Linked DNA regions of Sus scrofa: regions 2 and 3 are each linked to region 1. A link is a contact called in public promoter capture Hi-C data. All regions are on one chromosome and are shown on one strand. The core of a region is the stretch at or near the end of the contact, and the rest is flanking DNA. Distances in the headings are between cores, read along the strand shown. Region 1 overlaps ITGA4 (integrin alpha-4). Region 2 overlaps LOC110257027 (a long non-coding RNA gene). Region 3 overlaps LOC110257027 (a long non-coding RNA gene).

Region 1 (5,073 bases), core at 1,697-4,196:
TCCCTAAGAGATCAGATCAGATGACTTTACTTGGAAGAGGATAGGAGCAAGGCAGGAGAAGCTCATCAAACAGATGAGCTGGGGATATAGTGTGAAAATGGATTAATAGGACTTAATTACTGATGGATTCAAGGTAGGGAATAGAGAGAGAGAGGACTCAAGAATTACTTTCCAGTTTCTGATCTGAATAACCAGGCAGATGGTGTGCTGTTCTGGGGAAAGGAAGATTGAGTGGAAGAATAATTGAGCTGTGGGTTGGAATTCAGTGTTAAGTTTGTTACGTGCACAGTGCTCATTTAGACATCCAAATAGAGACATCAGGTAGCAGTGAAACATATGAGTCTGGAGTTGAGAAGAGAGATCCAGTCTGAAGACCTGAACTGTGACTTATGGAGTATTTAGTGGGATTATTTAGCTAGTATTTAAAGATTCAGGAAATGAGTTAAAGAAGGAGGAGGAGAAAGAGAAGGAAAGAAAAAGAATGGAGCTCCCACCCCCACTCCCCGGGGGCTTTCCTATACTTAGGGAGGAGGGGAAGAAACCAGCAAAGGAAACTCATAGTGGCCAGATAAAAAAGGGGAAAGAGTTCAAAAAGGTTAGTATCATGAGAAGAGAGACTTTCAAGAAGGAGAAATGCTCACTCTTGATAATAGCTGAGAAACTGGGCGAGCCCATGTGAGAATTGTTTCTACTGGGCAGGACTTCTTACCAAGGATAGAAATCACTTGAAGTATGTTTTTTATTTGAGAGTTTTATCCAGCTCCTAGCACACTATGGGCACTTGAAGCATATTAATCAAGTGACATTAATTGAATGACCGAGTATTTGAGTTCAGTTCAGGGTAAGGGATAGGCCTAAGTAGTTTTACAAAGTCCCTCTCTTCCTGCATGAACATGCTCACCCACCTGCTACCTGACTGTCACTCTTACCTGCAAAAGTATCTATTGGAGAGAGAGCAGTATCTTCAGGCTCTGTCATAGCAACATTAAATACCATTTATTCCTCCATACTTGGGAAAAGTGAACTGTTCAATAAGCCTTGGATGAATAAAAATTGGGGCTAACATAGTGCATGAGGTCATAAAGGATGACTTTCTGAAATTGTAATGAAAATCAGAACCATGACTATAACCATCATCATAGAAATGAGGTCCTGTCCCATCAAGACTCCTTCATCTTAGCTCCACATTGGTATTTACCAGTACTATTACCAAGTTCTTCTAGGTTCAGTTCTCAGAACTCTCTTAAGTCTATTTCTTCCTTTATCCCTCCTGTTCCTTCCTAGTTCAGGGAGTGCTTAGTCTAATGCAGCCCTCCTTGTCCTGTAAGTGCCCCTAAAGCATTCTGAATTTTCTCTAGTTAGTAAACATCTGTCTATCTACCACTTGGCTGAAAATTTTCCTAAAAGCTTGCCCTGCCTTGTTCACCTTGGCATTCTGTGGGCCTACCAAGTGCCCATTCAATGAATATGTTGAAAAAAGGAACAAGTATTTTAATTATGTATCTGCCTTTACAACTTCAGATGTGCTATTTCAGTTGTTTTAATGTGCACAGACACTATGTGATGAGCACGTTTTCTTATGTTTTTTTACCATAGAGTAATAATATATTAACTTGGACCTGCATTGCCTACAAATACCATCCTAATCATTTATGGCTGTGGCTGGTTGCTCTAGAAAGAAACCTGAAGCACACCATGGATTAATTAGGATGAGAATCAAGCCCAGTTCAGGTGTGTTGTGCTGTGGGTCCTCAGCGCTTTTTCATAGGCTCATTGTGGTGTGTGTCTCTTGACCTCAACTGGGTCTGAGCCCTGATGGCAGGTGCATCCGGTGGCAACTGGGTGGATGTGTGGAAATGGGGAGCGTCAAGAGTCCCAACAGAGGAATCTTTTGAAACGAGGCAAGTCACAGCGCTTCCTTAATCCAGCCCTTGGACTTAGCAATAGCCTTAAAACACCCGCCCCTCTTGTTCAGCCCTAGCCACTGCTCTTCAAGCAATAGGCTGGGACTTAAGAGGAAGTGCGGGGAGGAAGGAAGTGGGCATAGAGGGGTGCAGGGCTCTGAGTCTCAAAGTGAATACCAAAACGTCTTTGTCACCAAAATATTTCTCAGGTGCCTTCAGGGAGTGCCTTTTGTTTGTTTTTAATTTGTGTCTCCCTGATTGATTTTTCTAGTGGTTCCTTATGGCCCCCAAATCAAATATAGCGCTTAACCAACGAAAGATCAGGATGAATCCCCACCGCAGTCCATCCCGGTGCCCGAGTTTGCAACTGGCCAGGCCAGGCGGGGCAGGTCGAGGAGCCTCATAGTGGGGCTCTCGAGGCTGATTGGAACCTCGTCGCTACGCATCTAGGCCCCAACCACAGTTAAAAGGCGAAGCCCGGGGCCCCTTCTCGCCCTACTCTTGCAAAGTCCCAGGAGCCAGGCGTCATCCCGCGCTCAGCTTGGACTAGGTGGCCCCAGTCTGGCGCGCGTCCTGCGCAGCTAAGGTCCCCCAGCGCCCCCTACAGCCGCGCGATGGGGGAAACGGCGCTAGGTACTGCGCCTCTGCACCACGCCCGGGACCCCACCCAGCGGCCCGCGCCCCAGACCTCGGGAGTACCTCACCTCCTCGGCTCCAGAAACAGGGCGTGGGGCCCGGCAAGCGCGCAGCATCCCGGGCCACCTCTGATCGCTCCGCCCGCTGCGGCCCGACTTCCCCTCCCTCCTTCTGTCCCTCCCTCCCTTCTTCCCTCCCGCCTGCCCGCCGGCGCCGGACACGCTGAGCCTCTTCTCTTGGGGCGCTCTTCCCCTTGGCTGACCGTCGCATCCCGCGCAACTTTGAGATAGACCATGGTCGTTTGGTGTTGAATGTTCCTTTCCGCAAGCGCATGGCTGTACAATCGAGGCGCGGGCCTGGCCCCCGAAGGGCAGCCGTCTCGAAAGCAGTGATGCTACTGTTGTTCTTGGGAGTCCCGACTGGGCGCGCCTACAACGTGGATACCGAGAGCCCGCTGCTCTACAAGGGCCCCTCCAAAACCTTGTTCGGCTACTCGGTGGTGCTGCACAGCCACGGGGCAAACCGATGGTGAGTGGGGTCGGTCTCGGTAACTCAAAGCCGCGAGCAAAAGACGCCTCAGGGATTCCCTGCGGGTTGAAACTTTCCTCCCTGTGGAGGAGGAAGGAGGGGGACGCAGAGACGGCCAGCTCGCGAGAGAAGTGCCCGGGAAACTAATTTGTCTTGAGGTGGCAGCACCCAGTGTGCGTTCTGGAGTTTGGGGTGGTGGGCGGGCGGAGGAGGAGGTGGGGAGAGCGGCCCTGCTGCCAGCTGCACGTCTGTAGAGACCTGGAGTTCAATGGGCAGCACCGCTCACGTCTGCGCGCACGTGCACAATTCTCTTTTTAGGCTGGTAGTCGGGGCGCCCACCGCCAGCTGGCAAGCTAATACTTCGGTGGTCAACCCTGGGGCGATTTATAGATGCAGAATCGGAAAGAATCCGGAGCGGAACTGCGAACAGCTTCAGCTGGGTGAGTTGAGTCTGCGACCAGAAGCTAGTGACCCCTCCCCACCCCCATCCCCACATACCCAAGGAAGCACAAGTCCTGGAAGAACTCCTGTTGCCTATTCTCCAAGTGAATGATTTTCACTAACTTCACTCGTGACAATGATTGCAGTTCTCTGACAAAACTATGTGAAGGAAAAGTTTTTTTATGAAACCTTCTTTTCACCTCTCCCTTTCTTCCCGCATTTGTAAAACACATTTTCAAGTCTCTCAGCACATTAAGGACAGGATCCAGCTAAGCCAAGACTTGAAAATTTTATTTCCATCTTTGACATATCAGCCTTATTAAAGAACAGGCTAAGGAATAGATAAGGATTAGCAATTGGAATTGATTCCCTATCCTGTCATTTAGCCCAAGAGCTTTCTAAAAAAGAAAATGATATAGTTTTACTTTGAATGTGAAATCTAAAAGAACACAAGCAAAAAGTGGCATCTCCATTGTTAATATACTTAAAATAAAGCTTAACGTATAATTATTATTTTTTCTCTCCAAAAACTGATGTTACGTAGATACCTCTATTTTACGTCATTTATTAATGTCTCTTCTTAGGTTTGTGATGACTTGAAAAATGCATTCTGATGAGGGAGGGGAGAAAGTTCGTGTTTCAAATCCAAAAGCAGATTTGCTTTGCACAGACACATGGGAGAAGAAAGGGGAACTAATATTAATTCAGACTATATCTTGTTCTAAATATTGTTAAGAACTGCTATGTATGTTGCTTATTTTCTGAAAAGTGGCATTGTTCTTATTTTACCCATGAGGACTCTGACTCAGAGAGTTGCAAGGACTTTTTCTAGAATTACTTAGCTAGCAAGTAGAAGATGGGACCCCAAGTCAAAGTCAGGTCTACTTGTGTCCAAAGTCTAAGCCCTTTCCTATCATGTATACATCTTCAGCGCAAATAAAATTAAATGAAAATTCTAATATGTTGTCTGCTGAGCTGATACGTCATCTGTGAAAGTGAATAAAAGGTCACAGTTGGTACCTTTCTCATCTTTATCTTTGTATCAATGCACTTTTGGGATAAGCTAGTTATTGCATCTTACCACCTCCTCCCCCCTTTTTGGGGGTAGTAGTCTTTGCTTTTTCTCAAACTGGGAAGCTGCTTCTCTTCATTGAGAATGAATTCAAATAGAGTACGCACATGATGGAATTTTATTTTTGAGTCAGAGAGCATCCATAAAAGTCTTGAAGTTGTCTGCAGGGTATAGAGTAAACTTCATCCTCTCATTAAGCATTTTCCACCCCCAAAGGCAAACTAGGTAAGCATAACACATTCACGGACCTATCTATTTGGATAATCTGCAGATCATAATTTTCATTGCATGAGGAAGTTATAGGATGAAGAATTAGGGAGCAGAGCAGACGACCTTGATCTGCCAGAGGATTTTGACAAGGTCTCAGGAGGGAAGTTTTTTATTTTTGTTATCCTGTCATAGTTTCCTGATTCATGGTATTACAACTACTGGTATTTAGCCCTTACTTCCTGTATGGAAGGGCACCGAGTCTATTTGTAGATGTCTGTACTT
Region 2 (5,073 bases), core at 1,275-3,774, 220 kb before region 1:
TCATTACACTCTTAGTCTACACCATTTTTCAATTCATGGTTTCCAATAGCATTTTAATGGTCTCTTTTTTTGCTGGCCCATATGGAGGACATCGATTCTGTTGTTCATAGTGGTATGAAATATAGTTTGTGGTTGCTTTTGAGGCTAAAAGAAACTCTTTACAGCTTCCTGTTCCTCCCTGTGTTGCCAAAAATGTTATTGTTGGTCAGGTCTGGAGATATCTCCTGAATCTGTGACTATTTTTTAGATTTTCACAATAGCATATTTCATAAATACAACAAAATTTGCCACAGGAGTTGGACTTAAAATAATCAGGGATGTTTATCCCTATCAAAGATAGTAAAACAAATAAAAATCAACCTTTTGATAAACAATTCTTAAGGATTTCAAAGGGAAACTCCATGTGTGCAATCCTTTTGATGTACTAAGGCATACAAAGGGATGGAACACTAACTAGTCTAAAGGTTAAAATCCCAAATGAATCAGACAAAAACTGTGGGAAAAAAGGATAATACTTAGCAAAAAATTCTAGGTCTCAAAAGCCTTGTTGTTCAAAATGTCACCTGCTGACCAGCAGCTTCAGCATCACCTGGATGCCTGAAATGGTGGACCCTTAGCCTTATTCCAGACCTTCAAAATCAGAATCTGCATATTGACAGGATCCCAGGGGATTTGTGTGCCTGTTCAAGTCACAGAAGCACATAGTTTGTTCTTGGGCAATCAACACAATCATTTCAAACTTATCACTAGGTGATGTGTTTAGAAAGAATTGGGGTTTATAGAGGCAAACTGCTTTGTAAATACAGTCTGAATTATTTCTGCAGCACAAGAAAGTTAATCTCTCCAATAGGACCAATTTAACTTTTAATTGCCATTGTAAGCTTAAAGATAGATAATCTTTGAATAGAAAATATAAAACAATATTAGAACCCCAAAAGTCACATTTGAAAAACCAAAATACCTACAAACATGCTACAAAATATCCATTTGTGTTTAAATGCATGAATCTTCAAAATCATGCCTTTTTTTATTACTTGAACTGTTGACAGGATAGTTACTTGTGACTTATTTGAGTGTAAAAATGCCACTGGGGAAGGAAACATATGTTTTCCTCTTTTCAAAATTCAGAACTGGCTGAATGAATTAAACTCAAACTTAAGAAAATAATTTACCTTCAGGCTGAGCCTTTCCCATCACAGTGACAACCAGAATTTAAGAGTGACTTGAGTGTCATTTATGAATACTTACAGTCATAGGTTTTAATAAGGACATTTTCTCCTTCAGCATTCACAGTTGGGTTTTATGTTTGAGAACTGGTGGTTAAAGTGATCACTGATATTTGTTCTATTATTTGGATGCCTACTGATGTGATGGTACAGAATAGTTTTCTTGGATGTTCTCATTTTTTCCTCTCCTTCTCTCCTCCCTCCCCCACCCCCAAATAAGTATTTGAGTGCCTCTTATGTGCGTAGCTTTCAGGCAATAAAAAATTCAAAAGGAACAGAAGACTTGACTCTTCTAAAGTTCCTAATATTTTCCTGAAATAAAACACCCTCTCAACATATCCTATCTTAGTATTTTTCTTGCTGTTATTACATATTCAGGGCCAGTTACTTCTATTTTTCACTCTAGTTTCTTTGTTCTTCTTCCACATCACCCTTGTTTCTTTATAAGTAGGTCAGTTACTACGGCAACAGCACTATTCTGGGTGTGGTGACCACCACAATATATGTATGATTTTCAAATCTGAGTGCCTGAAACCAAGATCATGCTTTTTTTCTAGACATACTGTACCTTAACTGAGGCCTTATCATCCTATAAAACACTTTTTACCTGTTTGATGCATTTTAAATTTTAATTTAGGCATATTTACTCCCAAAATGTATATTTGTGTTAACCATTAGCATATTTGTTTTAAATAAAAATTCTATTGTATTTCAACATCTTGCAAAAATTAACAAGATATACTGATTTGGTCCTAAACTAGAGGAGTAGCATTCAACTCTATAACAGTATTTACCAAACTCCATAAATTCCAAAAAAAAAATCAGGAAAAATTAATATAAATTTCAAATCTAGCTTTCAGGGAGTTCCCATTGTGGCTCAGCAGGTTACAGACCTGATGTGGTCTCTATGAGGATATAGGTTCAATTCTTGGGCCTCACTCAGTAGGTTAAGGAACTGGTGTCACCACAAGCTGTGGCTTAGTTTGCAGATGTGGCTCAGATCTGGTATGGCTGTGGCTGTGGTGTGGGCCTCAACTGCAGCTCCAATTCAACCCTTAGCCTGGGAACCTCCTTATGCTGAAGTGTGGCCCTAGGGGGGAAAAAAAAATCTGGCTTTCAGGTCATGGTAGGTTGCCTTTAGATGGAAAGTGGGGAAGCTTTTTCCCTTAATCTCATGTCCCAGAGTGAGATTACAACATAATTTCTGGTGGTGGGGCCCACAAATTAATCAACAGTAGACAGATGCAGGAGAAAAGATTATTATACTTGTGGGAGTACTCAGTAGTGAATGATTATCAGAATAGCCAGAGCTAGGGGTTTGTATATCAGTTTAACCAAAAAGGGGGTGAAGAGCGGGGCTGGGGTGAGACTGGTTAGATCTTCAATTTGGAAGTAAAGAAGATTTTATTGAGCAGTCTCCTCCAGAAAGTAGCTGGAAGCTTCTCCAGAAAGGGTTAAAGCCACCTCTATTTAAGAGAGACTTTTTTAGTCAGATGAGAAAGGTTTAGATAAGATTTCTTTCTGCTGATCCCTTCAGCAGCTTTTCCAAACTTTCTCATCATGCTGGCGTTGAAAAAGTTCTGTTTTGCATTTGTAATATGCAGTAATGCTCCACTTAGTCATGGGAGTGTTCCACTTCACGTTGTAGAAACCTTACAAACAGCCTCTGTCCTTTAATATTGGAGCACCTAGATCCCAAACAGGGTTTTTTTGTTTGTTTGTTTGTTTGTTTTGATACTTTGAACAGAAGTATCACTTTCAGTCAGGCAGTATACAATATTTCATTAAAGCATGTGCCTTTAACCCATTTTATCTGGCTGTTGCTTAAATTGTAGACTTCTAGATTAGTTTTAATGTAAATTATACATTAAATTGGTAAGAGTGACCATGCTAAAACCAGGTCAGCATTTGGAAAGTGAAAAACAAAACTGGAATCATATGAAAGTAATTTATGAGTTTTTTATGTTTAAGAGGAACAGACCATGTCAGTTCTAATTAAGCATTTTTTTCTTTGCTTGAATTTTATGACATGGTTAATAACCATCTCCATGATTTGTGACTAGTTTAGAAAAATTGTGCAATTTAAAAAGCACATGATTTGTTGGAAGGTTACAACCAAATATATTTGTTTTCTTCTCCCCCCTTTTTTTTTCTTTTAGAGCCACACCCACGGCATATGAAAGTTCCCAGGCTAGTGGTTGAATCAGCTAGCCTGGGAACATCAGCTATAGCAATGTCAGATCCGAGCCACTTGTGTGACCTACACCACAGCTCACAGCAACACTGGATCCTTAACCCACTGAGAGAGGCCAGGGATTGAACCTGTGTCCTCATGGATACTAGTTGGATTTGCTACCACTGAGCTACAATGGGAACTTCTCTTCCCCCTTTTTGATATCTAGTTTGAGGTTTGTTTAAATCTACAGGATCCTATATCTACAAATTTTCTATGAGTTAATCAAGATTAAACTCTTTGTCCTCCTGTCTTCCTCGCTTCTTCTTTTTAAAGATACTTATCTTATTGGACTAAAATTCTGAAAAATACACAAGTGATTTTCATTAAAAAGAAATTAAGATGACTGTTTTTCATGAAACTTTTCCTCAAAAGCATGAGGCATACAAATGTACCCTTATTATCTGGTGAGGTGGACCCTAGAAAGAGGAAATAATTCTGCTTCTCTCACCTCCACCTTTAACAGACATGCCCTTTATGCCTAGAGAGCGCATCTCAACTGAGAGTGACAGTAAGTCCCTTGTCCCCAAATATGAGTCATATGCCTTTCCGTTATGATTGTTCTATTCTACAGAGTCTAGAAAGTTTTCTTGTGTTCTGAGTGTCCCTTTTAAAAAAAAAAAAAAACATAAATTCTCTTGAGATGGACTAGTTATCATTACCTCTTTAATGGGGTAGAGTTGACAGCATCAAGGAATAAAATGGTACTTAGAACAGGCATAAAATGGATGGAATGTATGTAAAACATTGGAACACTGTATGGCAGTCAGACTTTTCATGCATAATTTGGATTTCATCTGTAACATAGGGTTTAACTGTTGAGCCATATTGATGAGAATCCCTTTATATTTGACAGTGTCTTAGAAATAATTTTATAGAAATCTTCCGACATGGAACCGATGTCATAGGTACCTAGGTCATACTGACGAGGATAACATTGTGGGATTATCAACTAGGGACACTGTAGATCTATGAGGATACGGTGGTTTATATAGGCCTCCATATGGAGAAATTCATGGGACTGTTGACTGTCATCCTGCCCTTGTTCCAGAACTGTATGTGGTTCTGAATTATCTAATCATTCAGTCTGAAGAAGGATTAAGTGGATACTTGCTTCTTACTACTGTTGCACCCTCCCACTTCTTACCTCCACTTTGCATATGTGTGAGGACTGTGTCTTAAGAGTACTATTCAAATTATATTATTAAGTACATCTCTATGTCTGGATTCTTGAGACTTAGAAAGTCCCCAGTAATTCACAATATATATGTATTTATTCATTTATTTATTCATTTATAAAAGCCACTGAAGTATTGCTATAGCCTAGTTCCTCAGAGTTTGGAATGTAAGAGGTGTATTAAGGATTAACACCTGTAGGAAGGAATGGGTGAAACTAAGATTGGATAGAGGAGGAAGTCGAACTGTGAAGGAGACCTGGCGAAACACTGTCCAATCCGGTAAGCACCTCTGGAGAGAGGGTTGTCTGTCAGGGTCCTGGACCAAAATGGCTGGGCTTTGTGCCTCTGCCTGGCTTAGTTGGAGGAGGCAGACTAGCCCAGGTCAGGTGGGGATATGGGCAAGGTAGCTCCCAGCAATTAAAGCTGATCCTGAAAA
Region 3 (5,073 bases), core at 1,208-3,707, 140 kb before region 1:
AACTATAATAGAAAAAATTAAAATCATAAAAAATAGATGATAAATAGTGCATAGAGGAGTTCCTGTCATGGATAAGCATAACAAACCCAACTAATATCCATGAGGATATGAGTTTGATCCCTGGCCTTGCTCAGTGGGTTAAGGATCCGGCGTTGGCATGATCTGTGGTGTAGGTTGCCCATGAAGCTCAGATCTCGCGTTGCTGTGGCTGTGGTGTAGGCCAGCAGCTACAGCTACATTTCAAACCCTGGCCTTGGGACTTCCATATGCCATGGGTATGGCCCTAAAAAAAAAGTGTATAGAATATGTGATTTATATGTTTAAATATTTAAATATATGCATTTAGATATTTAATTAATGATTTTATTAAAATAGATGAAATTGTATTTCAGTCATTAAAAAACTTTCTGACTCTTGGCCTTTTGAACTTAAGGTTTTGTCATAAATCTGAGTTACTTTTCTGAATTCTTGGTGCCATCTGTGGCAAGTGAATCATTTTTACTTAAGAAACTGTGAATGAGGCTCCTCTGAAGAGACAGTGTAACAAATGCTCTGCAGATGTTAACTCAGTTAACCATTTCAACAACCCTGTATGATAGAAACTACTGTAATGCCCAGTTGCAGATGAGGAAGGTAAATAGCTTATTCTATGCCACACAGCTAATTGGCACAATCAGGATTTAAATTAACTCCATAGTCCAGATGCCAATTTGCAAAGGACTGGCAATCATATCTGAGCATTTTTTGCTCAAATATTAACTTGACAGCAAGGGCACAGAAAATATTACCCAACCTGTGGTAGCTTGGTTGCAAGACATCCAGAGACCTGGAGTCTCAGCTTTCCATTGTCACTCTCTTATTCTAGAGTCAGAGCCACCTCTTACCTGCTCTCCTCCTTGGGCCATGTCTGCACAGCACCCTGTCAGCAGCAGTAAAGGGAAAGTTGGCATCTAACAAGTAGCCTCTCTTTAGGTGACACAGAAATGACCCCTTTGTTATCTTTGACCGATTCCACAGCTGTCATAGTTTTCGTTAGCCATGGTTACAAACTGGGTTTTGTGGTAAGTTTGACTTTTGAAATTCTTTGAAGTTTCTCCTAGAACTAGATTTGAGTCTCTGTATCAGTTCCTCTATAAATGATACAAATTTGTGAGTTTATCTGCCTATAGATCTTCACAAATTGCAGTTTAAGCTTGCTTCTTTAAGATATTAGAAACTACTCTTAATTACTACAGGATGTTTTTCACTGTCTTTAGAATTTAAGTTAAAAAAACAACTCTAGTTTCTGTTTGGAAAGTGAAGATAAATTTTAGATTCTTTTTCACAAGCTCAGGGAAAACATTAGACTTTTCTGACTTTAAGTGAAGACTCATTATGCCAAAAGGGAAAACAGGGTTTTAAGGGACAATAACTATACTTAATATGTAACTTTCTTTTTTTATTTTACCACTGAAGCTTCAATACTAGAACTTAAATTGTTGTTTAGATTTAAATTATTCCTATGTCTTGAATTGCTGTTCAGATACCCTGAGGTGGTCATATGTGTTACTTCAGCAGAAAAGCCCTAAAAATTACCTCAGAAATTTTATTTCTTTATATTATAATTTGCTTACATTATAATTTCCCTCAATAATAATAGAAAAGTTGTCCAAAGATAAATAGAGCTTGAAAACTTAGTATATTCTTTCACATGAGGAAAGGCAGCTAGCATTTACTGTGTGTTCACTGTAGGACAGACATTTGATCTCACTTAAAGCCCATACCAAACATATGATATGGATATTTTTTCTCCCCATTTTATTAAAAAAATTGGATCTCAGAGATATTAGGTGAATTGACTAAGGCCACATGGGTCCTCCATGGCACACAAACTGGGGTTATCCTAACCTTAAAAATTGTGCTTTTTTCATTACAATATCATATACTTCGGGAATTTTAAAAGTCTTAGTTATTTACACCTTTAAGTTAATCAGTCTCAGCAGTACACATTAAAGAAGAGGTGCACTTCTTGAGAGAGCTAGCAACTTACTCTTTTCATTGCAGATGTGGAAATCATGCCATACATATATCTTTTTAGGGCCACACCTCATGGATACTAGTTGGGTTTGTTACTGCTGAGCCACATGGGATCTCTGATGCTGAATATTAAGTATAATTTACTTTCGCAAGTGCTCTGGTTTAAACTGACAAATGCAACTGTGCTTAGTTAAATATTCTTTTGAAACAATTAAAATGTAAAGCCCAAGTGTGAAATATGTGGACTCAATGTACAAAGTGTTGTTGTATTCTTTTCAGAGTCCTCTTACGGATGACTCAGAGGGACTATGGGGGAATCAGCAGGTGAGAGGCATCAAAGGTGACAGCTCACAGTTTCCTTCACCTTCAGTCCAAGGCAGAGGCTCAGAGTAACTGTTAACAGAAACCATTGTACGAGAGAATTGCTTAAAATTCTTCTGTTGCTCTCCCTGCACAGTGGAGACACTGTTTGTGGTTTGGAGAGCATAGCGACAGTTTGAAGCTGTTGTACCAGTTCGGAGTATATATATATCTCTGTAATGCAGTGTGCTTTCTTATCTTGAAGAGCATGTGTTAAAACAGTTGAGGTATGTTGACAAAATGGGGTCTGTAAGGAAAGAGCAAGTCTTGATGTTTCCTCACTTCATAGTTTGTGTTCAGTTGGCAGTGTGTGTGTGGACACAGGACAATGTTATTGCCCATTTGTGATGTGAAAAAGAGAAACAGTTATGGATTTATTTCTGTTTGTTTCTTGACAGCTGTGAGAAAGGCTATACCAAATTTCCATTATATTATAGCAAGTTTATTACTTCTATGAAAAAATAAAATACAAATATAATTTATCCCTGAAAAGAGATTATTACGCTACTGTAGCTAACAACTTATTAATCTTCTTATAGTTAACAGCTAGTAGTACTGGATAGAGGAACTCAAGATAACTTGATTTTAGGTCCTAAAAGTGTCTTGCAAATCACATTTTAAGTGTGCAATAAATATTTGTGAAGTAAATATACATGAATATAGTTCTTGCTGAGAGTTCTCACTTCTCAGTTGTATTTCCATTTTCATCTGTGAAGTGGAAGTATTTATCTCCGACGGTTTTAGGCTTATCTTTCAAAGATCCTCGAGTACTTTAGACAAAATAACCACACTATTTGTTATGCCAATCCTATGTGCCTGTGTGCGCTCACACACACACACACACACACTCACACACACACACACACACACACACACACACGCACTAACCAGGAACTTCTTGCATATTTGGGAAGGTGAGAATACTTGTTTTGCCCACGGCTTAGAAGTCAACACCTGTCTTTGACCACAAAAGTAGGAAATGCCTTCTTCGTTATTTACCATGGATGTTTACTATCTGTTTTCTTTAAGTCTGGTGAAAAAACCATTGGTAGGGTTTCTGAATGGGACAAGTTTCCATAAGGAGCTTCATTTAGGAAGGGTTATCCTAAACACCAAGTTCAAAGGATCCAAGAAGAAGATACTCTGACTTTTCTTTGCAAATGTTGACTATTTTAATATTTCTTGGGCAGGATTGATTAGACCCATAAGACATACCTAGTCCCTTACAGACTATTCAGTCAAAACGTCCATGCCTGTTTGATGCACAGCTTGTAAACATGTCTGAGAGTTTTCATATCACTTGTCTTCTTCCCTTTCACTGGTGATTTAATTCTCAATTCTGCCTAAGCATCAGATTTCAAAAATTGCTTCATCTTAATTTGTGCTTAAATAGGGTGAGAAGTTTGATAATGAATTTCCTAAGGAAACACTGGGCTTTGAACAATATTAGCATCTCACCAAGGACGACGCACCTAATTCCTAGTGCCTAACAAATTAAATATTCTTAATCAGTAATTTCTTTTTATTGTAAGGAGATGACGTGTGATTTTGCATACATGGAGACTGAGATATGGGCCAAAGAGCCAAAATGGACAAAAGAGAGTAAATGGGCAGGATAGGATAGATAAAGTAGGCAAATAAATGAGGAAAGGAAAACAATGTTTATTATTTTGAAATTTTTCTCTAATTTTATTCACAGCTGCAAAAGAGATACATAGAAGAAAGAAATATAAAATGTAATGAATTATGGGAAAAAGGAAAAATGAGAGGGAGAAAATGGTATAGGAGAGGTGGAAGAAAAATGTCTAGAAGAACAAGGTATTAGTAAAATAACCGTAAATCTTCTGCCCTTTCTTCAGTCTTGAGAATCCTCTGGTTTCATATTCTGCTTCTTTAGACAGGATGTACATTTATAGATTGTTTACTTAGTAACTGAAACCTTCGCTTTTTTTCCTCTTCAAAAAAAAAAATCATGAAATGTGAAGATAGTTTGTGAAGTTTATTCCCAGTCACTTACAAGTGCAAACCTCATTTAGGAACAGTTGTAGAGATTCAGAATATTTTTTAATAATATAAAGTGATGAAACTTGAAAATAATTAGGTTGTTCTTAATGCTTTTGAACTTCTTAGAACATTTTTTCTGCAAAATAATTTAGTGATATTAGTGACATTTGAGTAAGAATTAATTTGAGTACCAGTAACAGCAGTTGTTGCTTTACAATTCTTTTAGAATTCTTCTAGTTAGTCATTAAGCACATATAACCCAGTAGAGCTAAGGAAACTATGGCTATGTTCTCTGAATTGAAGAGACATTAAAAACTCTATCTTTAGAAGACTGTCTCTTGCTGAGGGCGCAGTGCTGGGTTCTGAGGCCAAACTGTCTGGGCTACAGTTCCAGCTCTGCCTTTTACTGTCTAGGTCACCTTGGCAAAGTCATTTCTCCCCTAAGAAGGTACTCCCTGTGAAGGGGCCATCCCATGGCTGGGCTATAATTAATAAGTGCAAATAACTCAGAAAAATGCCTGACATCTAAGAATTATCTAATAAATTTAAGGTATCAGAGCGTACTGTCTAATATAGAAGAGAAAAAAAATCACTTCAAAACATTACGACAAAAAGACAGCAAAGAAGTAAGTAAATGTATTTTTTAGCCAAGGTGATGTGTATTCTTTAAAACTAAACAATCTATCAAAGTAT

The links. Promoter capture Hi-C pulls out the DNA fragments that hold promoters and counts their contacts.
Region 2: a promoter capture Hi-C map of fetal liver shows a contact between it and region 1, with 4 times the contacts expected there. The contact joins two enhancer-like sites. A contact is called at or near these places in 1 of 5 promoter capture datasets (fetal liver) and 1 of 47 Hi-C or Micro-C datasets (brain).
Region 3: a contact with region 1 is called in a promoter capture Hi-C map of fetal liver, with 4 times the contacts expected there. The contact joins two enhancer-like sites. A contact is called at or near these places in 2 of 5 promoter capture datasets (fetal liver and liver), 6 of 47 Hi-C or Micro-C datasets (alveolar macrophages and blood) and 1 of 2 datasets of contacts at active chromatin or transcription factors (alveolar macrophages).

The regions. Positions count from the first base shown.
Region 1 is chr15:86,944,620-86,949,692 of Sscrofa11.1, forward strand. ITGA4 (integrin alpha-4) reads left to right here. Exons shown (of 27, transcript XM_013982231.2): 1 at 1-3,068; 2 at 3,387-3,508. The coding sequence starts at 2,872. Among named protein-coding and RNA genes, the nearest start is that of ITGA4, 5.1 kb to the left of the region's middle. Within about 2 kb of position 2,947, at least 40 of the 83 cell types and tissues checked have an H3K27ac peak or open chromatin away from gene starts, as enhancers often do. A contact at or near this core is called in fetal liver and liver, where this site is marked.
Region 2 is chr15:86,720,542-86,725,614 of Sscrofa11.1, forward strand. All of the region lies in intron 1 of LOC110257027 (a long non-coding RNA gene), which reads left to right. Among named protein-coding and RNA genes, the nearest start is that of ITGA4, 220 kb to the right of the region's middle. Within about 2 kb of position 2,525, at least 4 of the 83 cell types and tissues checked have an H3K27ac peak or open chromatin away from gene starts, as enhancers often do. A contact at or near this core is called in fetal liver, where this site is marked.
Region 3 is chr15:86,802,499-86,807,571 of Sscrofa11.1, forward strand. All of the region lies in intron 2 of LOC110257027 (a long non-coding RNA gene), which reads left to right. It overlaps LOC110257026 (a long non-coding RNA gene), which reads right to left. Exons shown (of 2, transcript XR_002339180.1): 1 at 885-5,073. Among named protein-coding and RNA genes, the nearest start is that of ITGA4, 140 kb to the right of the region's middle. Within about 2 kb of position 2,458, at least 13 of the 83 cell types and tissues checked have an H3K27ac peak or open chromatin away from gene starts, as enhancers often do. A contact at or near this core is called in fetal liver and liver, where this site is marked.